Regions from separate parts of the Bos taurus genome. Here region 2 is linked to region 1. Evidence: chromatin contacts called from public Hi-C data. All regions are on one chromosome and are shown on one strand. The core of a region is the stretch at or near the end of the contact, and the rest is flanking DNA. Distances in the headings are between cores, read along the strand shown.

What was found. A called contact is a pair of places that touch in the nucleus more often than the background predicts.
Region 2: a Hi-C map of an unstated tissue shows a contact between it and region 1, with 5 times the contacts expected there. The contact joins the promoter of CCL17 here to the enhancer-like site in region 1. A contact is called at or near these places in 5 of 11 Hi-C or Micro-C datasets (blastocyst, liver, skeletal muscle and 2 more).

What each region holds. Positions count from the first base shown.
Region 1 is chr18:25,312,268-25,316,456 of ARS-UCD2.0, forward strand. No RefSeq gene overlaps it. Among named protein-coding and RNA genes, the nearest start is that of TRNAL-CAG, 6.3 kb to the left of the region's middle. Within about 2 kb of position 1,819, at least 8 of the 102 cell types and tissues checked have an H3K27ac peak or open chromatin away from gene starts, as enhancers often do.
Region 2 is chr18:25,418,452-25,422,640 of ARS-UCD2.0, forward strand. CCL17 (C-C motif chemokine ligand 17) reads left to right here and starts at 2,383. Exons shown (of 3, transcript XM_002694792.5): 1 at 2,383-2,515. The coding sequence starts at 2,446.

The sequences.
Region 1 (4,189 bases), core at 569-3,068:
TGGAAGTTCATGGTTCACGTATTGTTGAAGCCTCACTTGGAGAATTTTGAGCTTTACTTTGCTAGTGTGTGAGATGAGTGCAATTGTGTGGTAGTTTGAACATTCTTTGGCATTGCATTTCTTTGGGATTGGAATGCAAACTGACCTTTTCCAGTCCTACGGCCACTGCTGAGTTTTCCAAATTTGCTGGCATATTGAGTGCTTAGATAGCATATTCAAAAGCAGAGACATTACTTTGCCAACAAAGGTTCGTCTAGTCAAGGCTATGGTTTTTCCTGTGGTCATGTATGGATGTGAGAGTTGGACTGTGAAGAAGGCTGAGCGGCGAAGAATTGATGCTTTTGAAGTGTGGTGTTGGAGAAGACTCTTGAGAGTCGCTTGGACTGCAAGGAGATCCAACCAGTCGGTTCTGAAGGAGATCAGCCCTGAGATTTCTTTGGAAGGAATGATGCTAAAGCTGAAACTCCAGTACTTTGGTCACCTGATGCAAAGAGTTGACTCATTGGAAAAGACTCTGATGCTGGGAGGGATTGGGGGCAGGAGGAGAAGGGGACGACAGAGGATGAGATGGCTGGATGGCATCACTGACTCGATGGACGTGAGTCTGAGTGAACTCCTGGAGTTGGTGATGGACAGGGAGGCCTGGCGTGCTGCGATTCATGGGGTCGCAAAGAGTCGGACACGACTGAGCGACTGATCTGATCTGATTTGATCTGAGTGCAGCATTTTCACAGCATCATCTTTTAGGATTTGAAATAGCTCAGTTGGAATTTTATTACCTCCACTAGCTTTGTTCATAGTGATGCTTCCTAAGGCCCACTTGACTTTGGACTCCAGGATGTCTGGCTCTAGGTGAGTGAGCTCACCATCCTGGTTATCTGGGTCGTGAAGATCTTTTTTGTATAATTCTTCTGTGTATTCTTGCCACATCTTCTTAATATCTTCTGCTCCTGTTAGGTTCATAACGTTTCTGTCCTTTATGGTGCCCATCTTTGCATTAAATGTTCCCTTGGTATCTCTAATTTTCTTGAAGAGATCTCTAGTCTTTCCCATTCTATTGTTGTTTTCCTCTGTTTCTTTGCATTGATCACTTAGGAAGGCTTATTCCCTCCTCGCTATTTTTTTTGGAGCTCTGAATTCAGATGGGTATATCTTTCCTTTTCTCCTTTGCCTTTTGCTTCTCTTCTCAGCTATTTGTAAGGCCTCCTCAGACAACCATTTTGCCTTTTTGCACTTCTGTTTTTTGAGGATGGTTTTGATCACCACCTTCTGTACAATGTTATGAACCTCCATCCATAGTTCTTAAGGTACTCTGTCTACCAGATCTAATCCCTGGAATCTATTTGTTACTTCCACTGTATAATTGTAAGGGATTTAATTTAGGTCATATCTGTGATAAGTGCTTTATTTACATTGTTTCCTTTTAGAAACAAAGCCAGAAAGAAAGCCATGGGGGCTTGCCAACTAAGGTGGCAGGCTGAACTAGGAAACATTATTTTTAGTCCTGTTTTCATTATAGAGGAGACTTAAAAGAAAGGGTAAGCGTTTCCCAGCAAGCCAGTCTAAGTGGCAAGGCCAAGTTTTTTGCTTCAGGCTCTGGTTTCTTTGGCCAAGATTCAGCGCCAGTAGTGAATCCCTGCCAAGCCTGGTTCGGGCATCTTGGCCCACTTAGCTGGGCGCTCAGGGGTGCAATTGATGAAGCAGGTGTGGATCTCTGATGGGGTGGGTTAGGAACTGCTCAGTCTCTCTGGAGCCAGAGCCAAAGACCCCAGATTCCGCCTTGGTGTGGAGAGTTGGGCAACCCAGTTCCTGGAATTTGAATGAATCATGTGGACAGTGGACAGAATGCACCAAGGACCAGGAACTCACTTCCAAGTTCTGTAGACTGCTTATCATGTCCCCAAAGCATTCAGTCTCCCTAGAAAGAGAACCCCAGGAATGGGGAGACTCCATGGCATAGCACTCTAATAAGCAAGGGCTGCAGTGCGCATGTGCTTGCATAACCAATTTTAACTCGAAGGAGCATGACTGAATGTGTCAGCATGTGGATTCTGGAACCACCTGAGTTCAAATCCTGCTTCTGCTAGTTCTATGACACGGGAGAGTTAGTTAGCCTCTCTGTTCCTCAGTTTTCCAATCTGCAAAATAGATTTAGGGATAGTATCTGCCTCAAAGGGTTGCATAGACAGAAGGGTTAATACGTGCTGGACATTTAGGGTTCATGGAATAGAATAAACGCTTTAAGTGTTAACCCAGAAAAATAAACCAATGTACCACTTCTGCCCCACTCCAAAACTGCCAAAGTTTTAGTGTTTAATAGCACAACTGACCAAGGTCCAAGATATGAAGTTACCATGCTCAGGAAACATGGAAAGTAGGGGAGGGAAATCACTCTATAAACTAACTCTGTAGTACCAGGTAAGAGGAGGGCACACTTGATAATAGAAAACCTATCTACACATAGTAGTTAGTTGCAAAAAGCCACCCATCTTCCATCTTCTCTTGGCTCATGAATAGGATGCTGCAGAGTCTGGTTCGCATAAGCAAACTCCAGCTCCGCTGCGGAGCAGGGGTCTTGTTTTCACCATCCAGCTCTTTCACCCCAGCCTGTGTCATGAGGTCTATGGTGTTTTTGTCCAGGTCACCAATGCGACTTCTCATGTCATCAGTTCTTCCAGTGATCCAACTGGACATGGTCTGAATGCAGTATTTTTCTCCAGGTCATCAATATGATTGCCCATGTCATCAATTTTATTTTTTTAAGATTTAAAAAAATGTGGACCATTTTAAAAGTCTTTATTGAGTTTGTTACAACATCGCTTCTGTTTTCAGTCAGTTCAGCTGCTCAGTCATGTCCAACTCTTTGCAACCCCATGGACTGCAGCCCACCAGGTTTCCGTGTCCTTCACCATCTCCCAGAGTTTGCTCAAATTCATGTCCACTGAGTTGGTGATCCCACCCAACCATCTCATCTTCTGTTTTAAGTTCTGTGGTTTTTTTGGCCACAAGGCATGTGGGGATCCCAGCTTCCCAACTGGGGAATCGAACCCACACCTCCTGCATTGGAATGTGAAGTCTTAACCACTAGGCCAGGAGGGAAGGCCCTCACATCATCAGTTCTTCCAATGGTCTGGTCAGATATGGTCTGAAATTTATCTTGAATCTGTTGCAGGAGTGCCTGCATTACTGAGGTGAGATCCTGCATGGTCTTGGGGTCATCTCCCCAGTTCCCAGCTTGGTGGTGCTGTCTCAGACTGTCAGCTGCCATTGGTCATTTCCATTGGTCCCCAGTGTACCATTCATTGCACACATCTGGTAAATATGGTGGAGCAAGTTCCCACCTATCAAACTGACTTTGCTGAAGTAGTATCTACGGGGCCATGCCCACAACCACAGTATCCTGTCTGCCCTCTTTGAGCCAGCCTTGCTCACCTCTTCCACCTCCTCTCCACCTCCAGCTCCCTGCACCCATCTTTCTGTTCCCCCTCAGGCCTTTGCACTTTCTGTTTCCTCCACGTGGGGCCATCTTCCCCCAGATCATGTGGGGTTGGCTCCTTTCATCATTCCTGTCAGTATCTGGGTTAAAATGGCCCCCAGACCTCCCATTCACTTTCAGCCTGGCCTCCTGACAGATGCAAAGTCACTGTGCTTTTTTGCTGCCTTATTTGATGATCACGCTTCTCTCTCACTCAGCTCTGAGCTCTTGTAAAAGTAGAAACCTTGGCCATCTCGTTCACCAGGTAGTCCTAGCAGTAGTACAGTACCTGTCACATAGCAGGAACAGGAGGCATAAGTTCTGCACGAGTGGATGAATGGACAAATGGACAGATGGCTGTTGGCAATTTGATCTCTGGTTTTCTCTCTCAGGAACCAGAGAACCAGAGATCAAACCAGCAGTGGCCACAGGACTGGAAAAGGTCAGTTTTCATTCCAATCTTGAAGAAAGACAATGCAAAAGAATGCTCAAACTACTGCACAATTGCACTCATCTCACACGCTAGCAAAGTAACGCTCAAAATTCTCCAAGTCAGGCTTCAACAGTACATGAACCATGAACTTCCAGATGTTCAAGCTGGATTTAGAAAAGGCAGAGGGACCAGAGATCAAATTGTCAACATTCGTTGGATCATCGAAAAAGCAAGTGAGTTCCAAAAAAAATCTACTTCTGCTTTATTGACTATGCCAAAGC
Region 2 (4,189 bases), core at 1,133-3,632, 110 kb after region 1:
CAATACTTATGACTCCATGAATAACATTGTTAATAGCTCCATATATTGACATGGAGGGAGTTTCTCCCCTCCCTTGCCTCAATTACCTTATATGCCTTTACAATCAGAATTGTGGAAAATATCAGCTGTCTTCCAAGCCATAACAGCATGGAAGGGGCGATTTAATTCAACAATATCCAGTCATTTCTTAACAGTTTGATAAAAAATCAACCCATTGGATTAAAGCATTAGTTTACCTTTCATATTTTTGATAGGACCTACTTTTTATAATGCCTCTTCTGGGTTACTTACTTGTCAAAATTGTTCCTTTTACACTTGTATCAACTCTTATCTCCAATTTCAGAATGACTGTTCTCTATATATTCTAAAAACCAGATCTGGAGTATGGCTTCCAGTAAAAATGAATAGACCATGGCAGGATAGCCCCACAGTCTATACTGTAGAAGAAATCCTTAAAGAAAGTGTCAAAACGCACTAAATGGTTAATTGGACTGTTAACTGCTACCGTTTTAGGAATTATTGCTATAGCTACTACAGCAGCTGTGGCAGGAGCGGTGTTACATCAGGCTGTACAGACTGTGCAGTTTGTGCAGGAATGGCATAAAGATTCTGATGTTCTTTAGTCTATCCAAAGACAAATAGATGGAAAATCAGCTGTACAAACGGCTGATTTACAACAGGTTGTTACACTACTCGGTGATCAAGTAAACAGTCTGCAAAAACAGATTCGTCTTAAGAGTGATCGGAACATCGCTTCTTTTGTGTCACTCCTCACAAATAGAGTGAATCTTCATTTCATTGGGACAAAGTTAAACACCACCTCTTAAATCAAGGTAATCTATCTCTGGATAGTAATAATTTACAGCAAGAGATTATGGAAACTTTCTCTCAGAAACTACACCTTTTGCAAAGATCTAATCTGCAGGAAGCAGCAGCAGATGGGATTTCTCAATTAAATCCCATTCCTCACTTGAAAACTATCAGAGGATCAATGGCTGGTTTCATGTTAATTTTTATGTGCCTTTTTTTCTGTTTCTACATAGTCTGGCAACAAATCACCAAGAAAGTCAACAGACAACAACAGCAATCGGTGACTATCGCTTTGGCTTCTATGATCAACAATCATCAAAAATAAGCTTCTAAAAATAAAAAAGGGGGATACATAGGGAATATGCTCCGCACAGGCCCGTACTATAATTAGCAGGGCTTCTTTGAAAAATAAGAATGACTTTCTCATCACTCCCAGGTGAAGGGCTGGGAGCAGTAAAAAGAACAACGTGGAAAAACATCTTGAAAACAAGATGTTGAAGTACTGATGTGACTGATGGAAAAGCATTAGTGTCTGTTCTTGTGACCAGAGCCTTGAGGGAGTTGCTGAGAAAGGTTGTCACTAGCTGATGGGCTAAACAGAGCTAAAGCTTCATGAAAGGCCTGAAGCTTTGACATTGTGGACTGTGCATTGTATATCCTTATCCCCAATCTGAGACTGTAAAAAACAGATATCTCTAGAGCACGTACAAGGAAGTAGATGTTACCAATAAAACACGCATGGATTAGGATCTGGGCTTTTGCCTGCGAATGGCTTCTGCCCCCAATCCCCCCTTTATTTCTGAGTCTTATTTTTCTTTATTCTTCTGCGGCACCACTCCCTCAGGTCAGTTCGTTGTTGGGCTGATCCCAACACTATTGAGCCTGTACTCTCCAACAAGAGCAGCCACCGCCATGAGAAGCAACTAGAGAGTAGCCCCTGCTCACTTCAACTAGAGAAAAGCCCACCTTTAATTAATTAAAATTAATTAATCAATAAACGAAACTATAAAAAACAAAAACCTGTAGCGCTCTGGCCTGCTGTGGTCCAAAGCCCAACTTGGTAAAGGACCCGCACCCAGGCTGTCTGGGCCCCAGGCCTTTCTCAGGTTGCAATGGAGCTACCCCTGCAGAATGATGCCCGTGCAGCCTGCTGACCCCCGGAGGAGGCCTTCCCAGCACCCAAAAGCTCCTCCAGGTGGGCAGTCCCTCTTGGCCCCAGCCTGGCTGCCCCTACCCCTTGCCCAGGGTGCACCAAACATGAAGGACGTTGGCCAGCCTGAGCAGGGATGCAGCCAGCTGAGGATGGAAGCGTCTCAGTTCTATTTGAGGAACCAAGAAATGTCCCCTGTGAAAGGAGAAGTGTGCATGGCCCCCGGATACACATACCCCACCTCTGTCCCCAACGGAGTGCCCATTCTCTGGAAAGCCACAAACATTCCAAGACTGGACTTCTGCTGAATCATCCCGAATTCTTTGAATTCCACGGGTCTAGGGAAAGATGTGGGTGAGGTGATCAGAGGCGGGGCAAGATCCCCAAAGAGGTTAAATAGGTCACCTTCACCCTGGGAGTTCACCCTGGTCTCCCCTGAGCAGAGGGACCCACACACAGAGACCTTCTCCCCGGCTCCTGGCACCATGGCTCCCCTGAAGACAGTGCTCCTGGTCGCCGTCCTCCTGGGGGCTCTTCTGCAGGACACCCACGCAGGTGAGAGCAGAGGAAAGACACAGGAGGAAGGGACACTGGGCAAGGAGGGGTGGGGCCGCTAAGACCACAGCAGCTGCACACGCACATTATTCCTGCACCCCACTTACTCCTGCAAAGGTGTGAGAGGCTGGCAGCAATAGGATTTAGAGGGAGGCGTTCAAAGGAAAATGATGATGATGAAGAGGAGGAGGAGGAAGATGAATGTCCTAGGACTTGGGGCTCAGCTTCTGAGGAAAAAATTGCTTGCACATCTCCCCCTGCAAATGTCATGAGGCAGTGACTGTGATTGTGTTTTGACAGTGGACAAGGAGCAATTCTCACAAGTATTTGTTAAGAGTCTGTTTATTTAATGGGTTTTTATATACAGTGAGGGGCTTCCCTGGTAGCTCAGCTGGTAAAGAATCCACCTGCAATGCAGGAGACCCCGGTTCGATTCCTGGGTTGGGAAGATCCGCTGGAGAAGGAACAGGAAAACTCCAGTTTTCATGGGCTTTCCTGGTGGCCCAGACAGTAAAGATCCTCCCGCAAGGCGGGAGACCTGGGTTTGGAAGATCCCGTGGAGGAGGATATGGCAACCCTCTCTAGTATTCCTGCCAGGAGAAGCCCCATGGACAGAGGAGCCTTGCGGGGCTACAGTCCATGCAGTGTCAAAGAGTTGGACACGACCGAGCACCTAAGCACAGCACAGTATATAGAATGAGAGGGCTGGCATCAAGGCAGGAGCACACGACCCCAGAGCAGGTGAAAAAAAAGAGATTTTTATACTCAGTTGGGAAAGGAAGGCTGAGCTAAGATTACTATTTTAGAGAAACAAAGCTGGTTAGCACCCCGTGTGGTGACACAGTGACAGGGCCACAGTCTTCGGGGCTAGCTTAATTGGGGTGACCTTCACAGTTGGCTGCATGTCTCACTTTTGTAAAAGTCTGGGCCTGGCCAGCTCCGTGTCAGTCAAACCAAGCTCCATCCGCAAGATGGTGAGAGGACACTCCGAGGCTTCTCAGAAAGCACCTTGTGGTGGTCTGAATTGAAGTCACAGATCGTCTGTTTGCCAGTTTGCAGATGCTGGATATTTTTTCTCCTGCTAAGATGAGGACACCAAGCCCCGGGGAAGTGTGTTCACACCCGGGCCTCCACTTTCTCATCTGTAGAATGGGGTAGTGACAGCACCTGTCTTCAGGTGTGCTTGAGGACTGAAAGAACAGCTACAGCCAAGGGTCAGCCCAGAGCCTGGTCCAGAGTCAACGTTTGGTGATTCAGGGCTGGTCTGAGTGTGAGCACACATGGATGCACACACATGCAGACACACACATATATGCGCAGACTCCCCAGGCACATACAGATCCACACCTGCACACAGATCTCCACACACAAATGTGCACACGCACAAAGACGCACACACAGGCATGTGTACACAAATCCTCTCAAACACATATAGACATGTGCACAGACAGACACACAAACACCGCAGGGCCCCTCAAAGCACACACACGACCTCATGCACACAAACGTGCACACTCTGACACACAGACTCACACACAGAGACACAGGTGCAGACCCCTCACATACTCCCCCACACAGAAACATGATCACAGAGCCCCTCAAGGAGACCTCTCCCAACCACACAGACACACACATGTAGAAATGCACACGCAAGGACCCACATGATACCACACA